Regions from separate parts of the Sus scrofa genome. Here regions 2 and 3 are each linked to region 1. A link is a contact called in public Hi-C data. All regions are on one chromosome and are shown on one strand. The core of a region is the stretch at or near the end of the contact, and the rest is flanking DNA. Distances in the headings are between cores, read along the strand shown. Region 1 holds the start of LMNA (lamin A/C). Region 2 holds the start of TMEM79 (transmembrane protein 79). Region 3 holds the start of KIAA0907 (UPF0469 protein KIAA0907 homolog).

Region 1 (2,700 bases), core at 199-2,698:
CCTGGGCAGCCTGAGAGCACACCAGCCTCAGGCCACTCGTGCATCCTGTCCCTCCCAGCCAGGTCCCTGCTGCCCTACCGCTGCTCCAGTGGCTCCCCCATTACCTGCCACTCAGGGGTCAAGGGCCAAAGTGAAGTGGGCTCTCAGGGAGCCCTGTAAGCTTTGGATTTACTAGACAAAGAGGGCAATTGGGGTGTTACTCTGGGGCTAGCCTGTGGGCTGGCATAGGGATAGTGGGACAGGGGAATCTGGGGAGCTGGATCAAGGCAGGTCTAGAAAGGAGGGGGTTGGCTTGCATGATGTCCTTAGACTCCTCCCAGCTCTGAAGTTCTGGCTTCTAAGCAATGACTGATGAAGCACTGGCCCAAGGCAGTCCCTTCCATCCCATGGAGTCTCCCTCCAGGAGCTCCTGACCTTGGCCAAGGCCCTGCCCATCCACCTGCCACACGTGGCCGCCACTAATCCAGAAGTGCCCTTTGATCTGTTCCCCCATCAGGAAATCTCCTGCAGATTAACCACCATCCTCCCCGGGGAGAATTTGCTTTCCCAGTTGACCTCCCTGGGGTGAGTGCCAAGGGCTAGCCTTGGAAGGGGACCCTGAGGAACTTAGGGGCTGCAGGGGCTGGGAACCCAGGTTGGTTTTATGGTGAGGCTAAGCAAGGTGAAGCTCAGGGATCCACAGTGGCACAGGCCTTCCCAAGACCCTTAGAGGAGCCTGACCAGGTTTCCACGTGTTCACTTATCTGTGTGAAATCTGTAAAAGATATTCTCATATTTTTAAGATAGAGCCTCCCCACAAAAATTGGATGGACACTTAGGAAGACCAACTGTCCGGTTTTGCCAGGAACTGTTCGGGTTTGAGCACTGCAAGGCCCTTGTCCTAGGAAACTCCTCAGTGCTCTGCAAACAGGACAGGTGGCCACTAGTTTCAGGCCCCACATTGGGTAACGTTTGCTCAGCACCTGGACTGGGGGTGGGGGGGGAAACAGGGATCCTTTTCTGCCTCACTTCCTGGAAGCCTCTCGGCGCCTAGGGCTTGGGGACCCTTTTCGCCGGCCCCAGTTCTGGAGTTGTGGCGCTTCTGTTTGTTTCCTTGGCAACAGGGAGAGGAAACCCCCATTTAGGAGACCCGGGAGGCCCCGGCAACCACACACACACAGACACACACAGACTCACAGGCAGCCGCCCACACGCAGGCGCCTGCGTCAGAACCAGCCGTCAGCACTGCCCGCCTCCGGGCGGCGGGGGCGGGGGGGCGGGAGAGGAACCACCCCGCCGGAGTCCGGAGTCGCCCTACCAGCCCGAACCGATCTGCCCTGGAGGGAACAAGCCCCGTCCCCTTGGCTCCGCCCACGTCTCCGGGGCCCCGCCCCTTCCTACGTCTACCTCCCCTCCCCCACCCTCACCAGGTGGGGCGGGGCCAAAGCTGGGAGATAGGGAGCAGAGAGGACGAAGTCACTGCGGAATTCCTCTTTGGCTCTTGTCTGGTGTGTACCGTGGCAGTATTTTGGTGTGTATTGTGACGGTTCCAGGAAGCCTGAGGCTCACAGGTGGGGCGGCTCTCTGGGCCCATTTGAGTGGGGGATGGGGTTTGGAATGTCGGGCAGGGACTCCTGGGCAGACTCTCGGATTTTGCTGTTGGATGGAGCTCCTTTGGGGTCTGGACTGAAGGGAGGTGGGATGTAGTTAACCTGGAGGCAAATCCCTGGAGTTTGGGACCTGCTTCTGTCTCTTGTTGTGTGGCCTGGAGCATATCAGTTAACCTGGCCCAAGTCTCAATCTCCGTATCTGTATAATGGGCATCATGGTGTTTGCTTTGTGCATCTCAGAGAGGTTTGAGAGGGTTAAGGTAGTAATCTGGATTGTGAAAAGATGACACCTGGGAGACCTGCCCAGCCAAATGTGAAGTGTAAAGGGTTGGTTCTGTGCTCATTATCTAGCGGCCCTGTCTGGCCTGGCTGGAGCACCCAGGGAAGATAGCCAGCCCTACACTGACCCCTGCAACCCCTGCCTCATCATGGTAGCGATAATGCCCATCCCTTGAGGTCGATTAGCCCCTTCCAGTATGTCCAGAGTGATGTCCTGTCTCCTACAGTAGTGTGAAATAGGGTCCGAGTACTATTTGGGGGTTTCTGGCTGTGTTTGGGCAAATCTTAGCTTCTCCAGCCTGAGAAGCCCACTTTGTAAAGAGAGGGGTTTAATTCTCAGAGCCCTGGGGGCCTCTTAGGGGAGGGGCAAAGGATCACCAGGCAGGGGTCCCTAAACTTCCCTGCTAGAGAGACTCTGCCTCTGTCATTTAGTATATTGGGCTTTTGGGGTGAAATTTCATTCAAATGAGGGGTTCACTGGCTTTACAAAAGGCCATCAAACACGCTCCTTCTGAGGGCCTTCCCAGCTAAACTAAGCCAAGCTAATTGTTCTAAGCCTGCATCATTCCATCTAGCTGGGTCCGGATGGGAAGAAGGCAGTTACTCAGCTGGACTATCTTAGGTCAATTAGTCAACTTCTCGGAGTTTGGGTTTTTGGTATATAAAATGCAGATAATAATACCTTCCTCATAAGGCTGAAGTCAAGATGAAGTGGGATCAGCCCCACATGGCCCCTAGCCCAGTGCCTGGTATGTGGCAGCTACTTAAAGAACAGCCAGGTCCTTCCATACCACCTGTGCAGGAGTGACTCAGCAGTTCAACAGGTGTTTAG
Region 2 (2,700 bases), core at 116-2,615, 160 kb after region 1:
CCTTGTGAAAAACTTTATTGACAAAGTTGCCAGAGAGCGAACAGCGGACTCTAAGGAGGGCTGAGCCTAAGCAGATGGGCTCACAGCTAGGAGTGTGGCTTTGCCTTGTCTGACTGTGGTCATTTGGTTCGTTTTTCTGTCGCCCCCATTTGAGTCGAGCCTCTTTCAGGTTACTAGTTACAGTGATTCTAATTCTCTCTTTTCCCCCATTATTTAAACAAGCAAAAAACTTGTATGTGAAATTTTTTTTGGAAAGAACCGAGTATGACAAGGCCTTCCAAGATAAGACTCTTACACAGACACCTCAGCCCTTCAGCTTCCGACCCCAACCCAAAGATTTCCACTTGCATGTTCCTCACTTACTGTTCCAGTAAACATTTATTGAACATCTGCTGTCTTCCAGCCACAGTGCTGGATTTTGGAGTCACAGAGATGAGCAATTCAGACATTGTCCCTCCCCTTACGAAGCTCTAATGACTTAAGGGGAAAAGATCCACAGGAATGAGAAGTTACACCCTTACATTTCTGCCCCCTGGTCCTCCCATAGGAAAGATCACTGTGGATTCCTATTGCTGTCTTTTTTTTAATGGCCACACTCTCAGCATAAGGAAGTTTCCAGGCTACAGATTCAATCCAAGCCATGGCTGTGATCTATGTGACCAGAACCACTGCAGTCACGTTCTTAAACCACTGTGCCACGGTTTTTGTAACCTTAAACCTAACCTAAAAAGCAAGGTGCTTAGGGAGATGTTCCTGAAACAACCTGTCTTTCCTTTTTATTGGCCTTTCACTTGTTGTTCCTCTGCCTGAAACACCCATTCTCCTGATTCCCAGCAGGTCTCAACTCAAATATCACTTTGGCAAAGAAATTTTCCTATTGAAATTGTCTTATTGATTTATTTTCTAGGCTTCTTTATTATCTGCTACCCCAACAGAACAAGCCCCTTAAGTCCAGAGACTTTGCCTGTCATCTCGTTCTTTCCTATGTCTATGCCCAGAATAGTGCCTAACTAATAACAGGTGCTCAATAAATATTGAATGAATAAGTGTAGAAATTCCACCTCTCTTTTGGGTGTTTTCCAACCTACTCCAACATCCTTTTTTTTTTTTTGGTCTTTTGTCTTTTTAGGGCCACACCGCAGCATATGGAGGTTCCCAGGCCAGGGTCCAATTGGAGCTGTAGCTGTCATCCTACACCACAGCCACAGCAAAGCAGGATCCGAGCTGCGTCTGTGACCTACACCACTGCTCACAGCAATGCCAGATCCTTAACCCACTGAGCAAGGCCAGGGATCGAACCTGCATCCTCATGGATACTAGTAGGGTTCATTAACCACTGAGCCATGACAGGAACTCCCCAAGCACCTTCTGATGCACAAACCCATTCTTCCCCCTTTGCTTTCCTGTGCTGGGAGTTCCTACAAAACCCATGTTCCTAGAACACACTTACCTCTAGGCTCAGCTGCACCCCCACTTTCAGAGAGCATGACGTCCTTCTCTAAGGCTTTTTCTGTCGGCAGATTCAGCAGGGCGGGGCCTGCCCTTTAATCTGGGCCCCACCTGCTCTGGTCAGACAGGTTTGGAGACCCAGGTAAAGGGAGGGAGACGGAGAGAAATACTTGCAGAGCCAGCAGCGAGCTAGGCAGCTCCTTCCCGGACGCTGGGGACCCTCTACCTCTCTCCAGATGGAAAGTAAGTGGGTGTCACGGGTCCAAACATTAAGGGATCGGAGGTCCTTGAGCAGTGAAGGGAGGGAAGTTAGCCTCATCCAGAAGCAGTGAGATGGAGGACGGCAGGGAGGGGAGAAAGACAGGAGAGGAGGCATGGGAAACAGCTTTGATTAGACCTAGAGGTCAAAATGGACAGACCCAGGCCCTTCAGATGTGGAGTGGGTTGGTGAGAAGTTTGAAAACCGACCAAGTATCCAGATTGGAGACGAAAGAACAGGGTCCCCTGCTACTGCCAGCTCCTTGGGACAGATTTGTTGGCAAATCGTTGGTATAAGTTGCCAGGAGAGTTCCAGTCCGGGGTCTTCAGGGGAAGGCAAGGTTTGGAAGTGAAAGGGAAGCTTCTCTGTCCACGAGAAGGTCTTTAGCAAGAAGAAAGCCCTTGGCAAATTTCTAGACACCTCCTTTTCCTCTCATTCCTGCATTTGGGTGGCCATGACCCCAGGGGTTTTGGTGGAGAGGGGCAGGAGATGTGGGTGGAGGCGAGGCCACAGCTGCCAGGGCCTGTGCCCCCTGACTCACCCTCTCCTGGTGAATAGCATTTGATGTCGAAAGGGTGTCTCCATTTCAGCTGCTCACTTCCCTCCTGCCTCACTCTATTTCAACACAAGGACCATGTTCTCCCTAAGGTCCCAGATGGGGCTAAAGCCCACCGTAAGACCAGCTGAGCTTCGGTTCTATCAACCCAGAAAACAGCAGCTTTTTTTTTTTTTTTTTTTTTTTTTTTGGCCTTTTTATTTTAGGTCCGCACACGGGGCATGTGGAGGTTCCCAGGCTGGGGGTGGAATCGGAGCTATAGCTGCTGGCCTATGGCACAGCCACAGCAAGGCCAGATCCAAGCCACGTCTGCAACCTATACCACAGCTCGTGGCAACGCCAGATTCTTAACCCACTGAGCAAGGTCGGGGATTGAACTCGAAACCTCATGGTTACTAGTTGGATTCATTTCCACTGAGCCACTACAGGAACTCCA
Region 3 (2,844 bases), core at 315-2,814, 170 kb before region 1:
GAATCTACAGATTTTTTTTTTTTTTTTTGGCCGCACCTGAGGCATATGAAAGTTTCTGAGCCAGGGATCTAATCTGCACCACAGCGGTGACCCAAGCCACTGCAGTGACAATGCTGAATCCTTAACCAGCTGCACCACAGGAGTACTCCTAAATCTATAGATTTAATTAGAGATATTTTAAAGCTCACCACGATTTATCTGATTTTCTCTTTTGACTTCAGGGGAAATGCACATGTATCAAAAAACCTATTACATCACTGCTTTAAATGATCATGTAGACAGAACTAGGGCTGAACTAAGGGAACACAGACAAAACAAGTTATTTGGTCCATAAATGTAACTTAGCCCAAGCAAAATTGCCTCCTAGGAGTTCCCATCCTGGCTCAGCAGAAACGAATCTAACATCCATGAGGATGCAGGTTAGATCCCTGGCCTTGCTCAGTGGGTTAAGAATCTGGTGTTGCCGTGAGCTGTAGTGTAGGTTGCAGACAGGGGGCTCAGATCTGGTGTGGCTGTGGCATAGCAGCTGCAGCTCTGATTTGACCCCTGGCCTGGTAACCTCCATATGCCGCTCCTGCAGCTCTAAAAAGAAAAAAAAAAAAAAAAACTAAATTACTGTACCCCCACCCCCGAGAGTGTCTCCTTAAGACAAATGATTGTGAGATTACAAGATTACAAACTGCAATCAGCAGAATCCCCTCAACTTCAAATACCTTCTCAGCAGCATTCTGAGTTGGTTTAAGCTTTCCTTTGGCCATAAGCATGGCATTGATCTTAGCAGCCACAGCAGCAGCAGCGTCCAAGGCTCCAGAGGGAGCAGCTGTGGAGCCCCCAGGGCTTCCCCCACTGCTGGTAACCTCCCCACCTGGGGCTGCTGGTGGCAGGAAGAGAAGGGGGGCTGGAGCTGGTTGGTCCCATTTGCTGCGGCGCCTACAGGAAGAGGAAAATATTAGGCCACAAAGTTTTTACTATTTTTCTCCCCTTACTACACCTTAGTACCCCATTTTCCCGCTATCAGGCTCCCTTTACACTTTCGAATCTACTATCAGAGCTAAAATTACCATCTCTCCTTAAACAGACAACCACTGCAATATTTCCCCAAATCCTCACTTCTTTCAACCCTTTTCCTGAATCTACTTCCTTTCTACTCCGTCATCCCTATTAAAAGATTCTGGTGTCCTACAACCCTTCGTTCTCACCTTCCCTTTTGGCTCGTCATTCCCAAAGTCCCTGCTTTTCTCCTTTCTCTGATCCCCGCTGGCCTTTTTCTGGGGCCCCAGGCCTGCTCACGATCCTTCGCCCCCAAAGTCCGGCCCTCAAATACATACACTTCCCACCCAAGCGCCCCTCTACCCAGACGCTGCTTCCCATGATCCCTCCGCCTCTCCTGGGCCTCATGCTCGCTGCGATGCCCTCGCCAGAAAAGCTTTACCCGCCAGCTCCAGGATGTGTCGCGCTCCCCGCGGACATGGCGACCGGCTCTGATCAACCACCCGCCAACTACCCCACTACCTCCTTCCCGTCACTTCCGCCCCCAACGCCCTTACGCACAGCCTCTTCCGGTCGTGAGGCAAAGCGGTTCCGGTATAAAAGTCTATTCCGATTGGACTCCTGTTGATGTCAAGGCTTCTGGCCTTATTTGAAACAGATGGGGTGTGGCCTTCCTGCTTGCGCTTTCCCTTGAGAAAGATGGCTGCTAAATCTCATATTAAGGAAGAATTGGGGCAAGAAGAATCCATCTTTCTTGTGGGCAAGTCGCTAGCCAAGAGTACAACACGCATGAGTAAGGAAAATTAAACAGGTTTCTCCCCAAATTCAGTCACATTCTTGTAGAGTCCCAGCCGCTGACCTGGGACAGCGCTTTCCCGCGGCTTTTGCAAACTTCAAGTTTCAGTTACCTGCTTAGGGAAAAGGAAAGGACTCATCCCAAAAATTATTTGAAGATTTTTTTCTTTTCATTTCTGCGCGCCTGTCCCTGTTTTAAGAGCAGGGGGTCCTGCCTTTCTGACACTTAGAATGTGGCGTGGTGGCCACGCCGGGTATTACATAGAATAGGTTATAATAAACAAAGGTGGAGAAGATAAATGCTCAACTTGGTGGAGCTAACACGCAAGTATTTGAAAGTCACAGAGCCCTTCCAGTGAGGGCTAAAGAAGTGACCCAGCCTAGGTTATGAAATGGGAACTCCAAGGAGTCTCTACATAGAATCAATAAAATACAATGCTATTCTTGCAAACAAGTTTATGTACTGACAGGATTAACAGAATACAAATTCATTTAAAATTCACATTTTTAGGCGTCCCCGTTGTGGCTCAGTAGGTTAAAAACCTGACTAGTATCCATGAGGATGCAGGTTGGATCCCTGGTCCTGCTCAGGGACTTAAGTTGCTGTGGCTGTGGTGTAGGGCAGCTGCAGCTCCTGTTTGACTTCTATCCTGGGAACTTCCATGTGCCACACCTGTGGCCCTAAAAAAAAAATTTAAAGCCACATTTATAGTGTTTTCCCTTCAGCATTTAATAAATAAATGTCCCATATAAACATCTATTTCTGCATTCTTTTCTATTGCATGAATCTATTTTTTCCTTTGCTATAGTGTTTTGTGTGCGTGTGTGAGCTTTATTTGGGCCACACCTGTAGCATATGGAAGTTCCCAGGTTAGGTGTCGAATTGGAGCTACAGCTGCCCACCTACATCACAGTGACAGCAACACCAAATCTTTAACCCTCTGAGTGAGGGAACATTTAACCCAGGGCTTGAACCCACATCCTCATGGGTACTAGTCAGGTTCATTATCACTGAGCCACAATGGGAACACCTGCTATAGTGCCTTTTTTTTTTAGTGT

The links. A called contact is a pair of places that touch in the nucleus more often than the background predicts.
Region 2: a Hi-C map of liver shows a contact between it and region 1, with 2.9 times the contacts expected there. The contact joins the promoter of TMEM79 here to the promoter of LMNA in region 1. A contact is called at or near these places in 3 of 47 Hi-C or Micro-C datasets (embryonic fibroblasts and liver) and 2 of 2 datasets of contacts at active chromatin or transcription factors (alveolar macrophages and skeletal muscle).
Region 3: a Hi-C map of liver shows a contact between it and region 1, with 5 times the contacts expected there. The contact joins the promoter of KIAA0907 here to the promoter of LMNA in region 1. A contact is called at or near these places in 1 of 5 promoter capture datasets (fetal liver), 4 of 47 Hi-C or Micro-C datasets (heart right ventricle, liver and skeletal muscle) and 1 of 2 datasets of contacts at active chromatin or transcription factors (alveolar macrophages).

Annotation. Positions count from the first base shown.
Region 1 is chr4:93,925,032-93,927,731 of Sscrofa11.1, reverse strand. LMNA (lamin A/C) reads left to right here and starts at 1,448. Exons shown (of 13, transcript NM_001111257.2): 1 at 1,448-1,550.
Region 2 is chr4:93,767,505-93,770,204 of Sscrofa11.1, reverse strand. It overlaps TMEM79 (transmembrane protein 79), which reads left to right and starts at 1,365. Exons shown (of 4, transcript XM_001927978.5): 1 at 1,365-1,692.
Region 3 is chr4:94,096,931-94,099,774 of Sscrofa11.1, reverse strand. It overlaps KIAA0907 (UPF0469 protein KIAA0907 homolog), which reads right to left and starts at 1,564. Exons shown (of 15, transcript XM_001928648.6): 1 at 1,433-1,564; 2 at 714-930. The coding sequence starts at 1,470.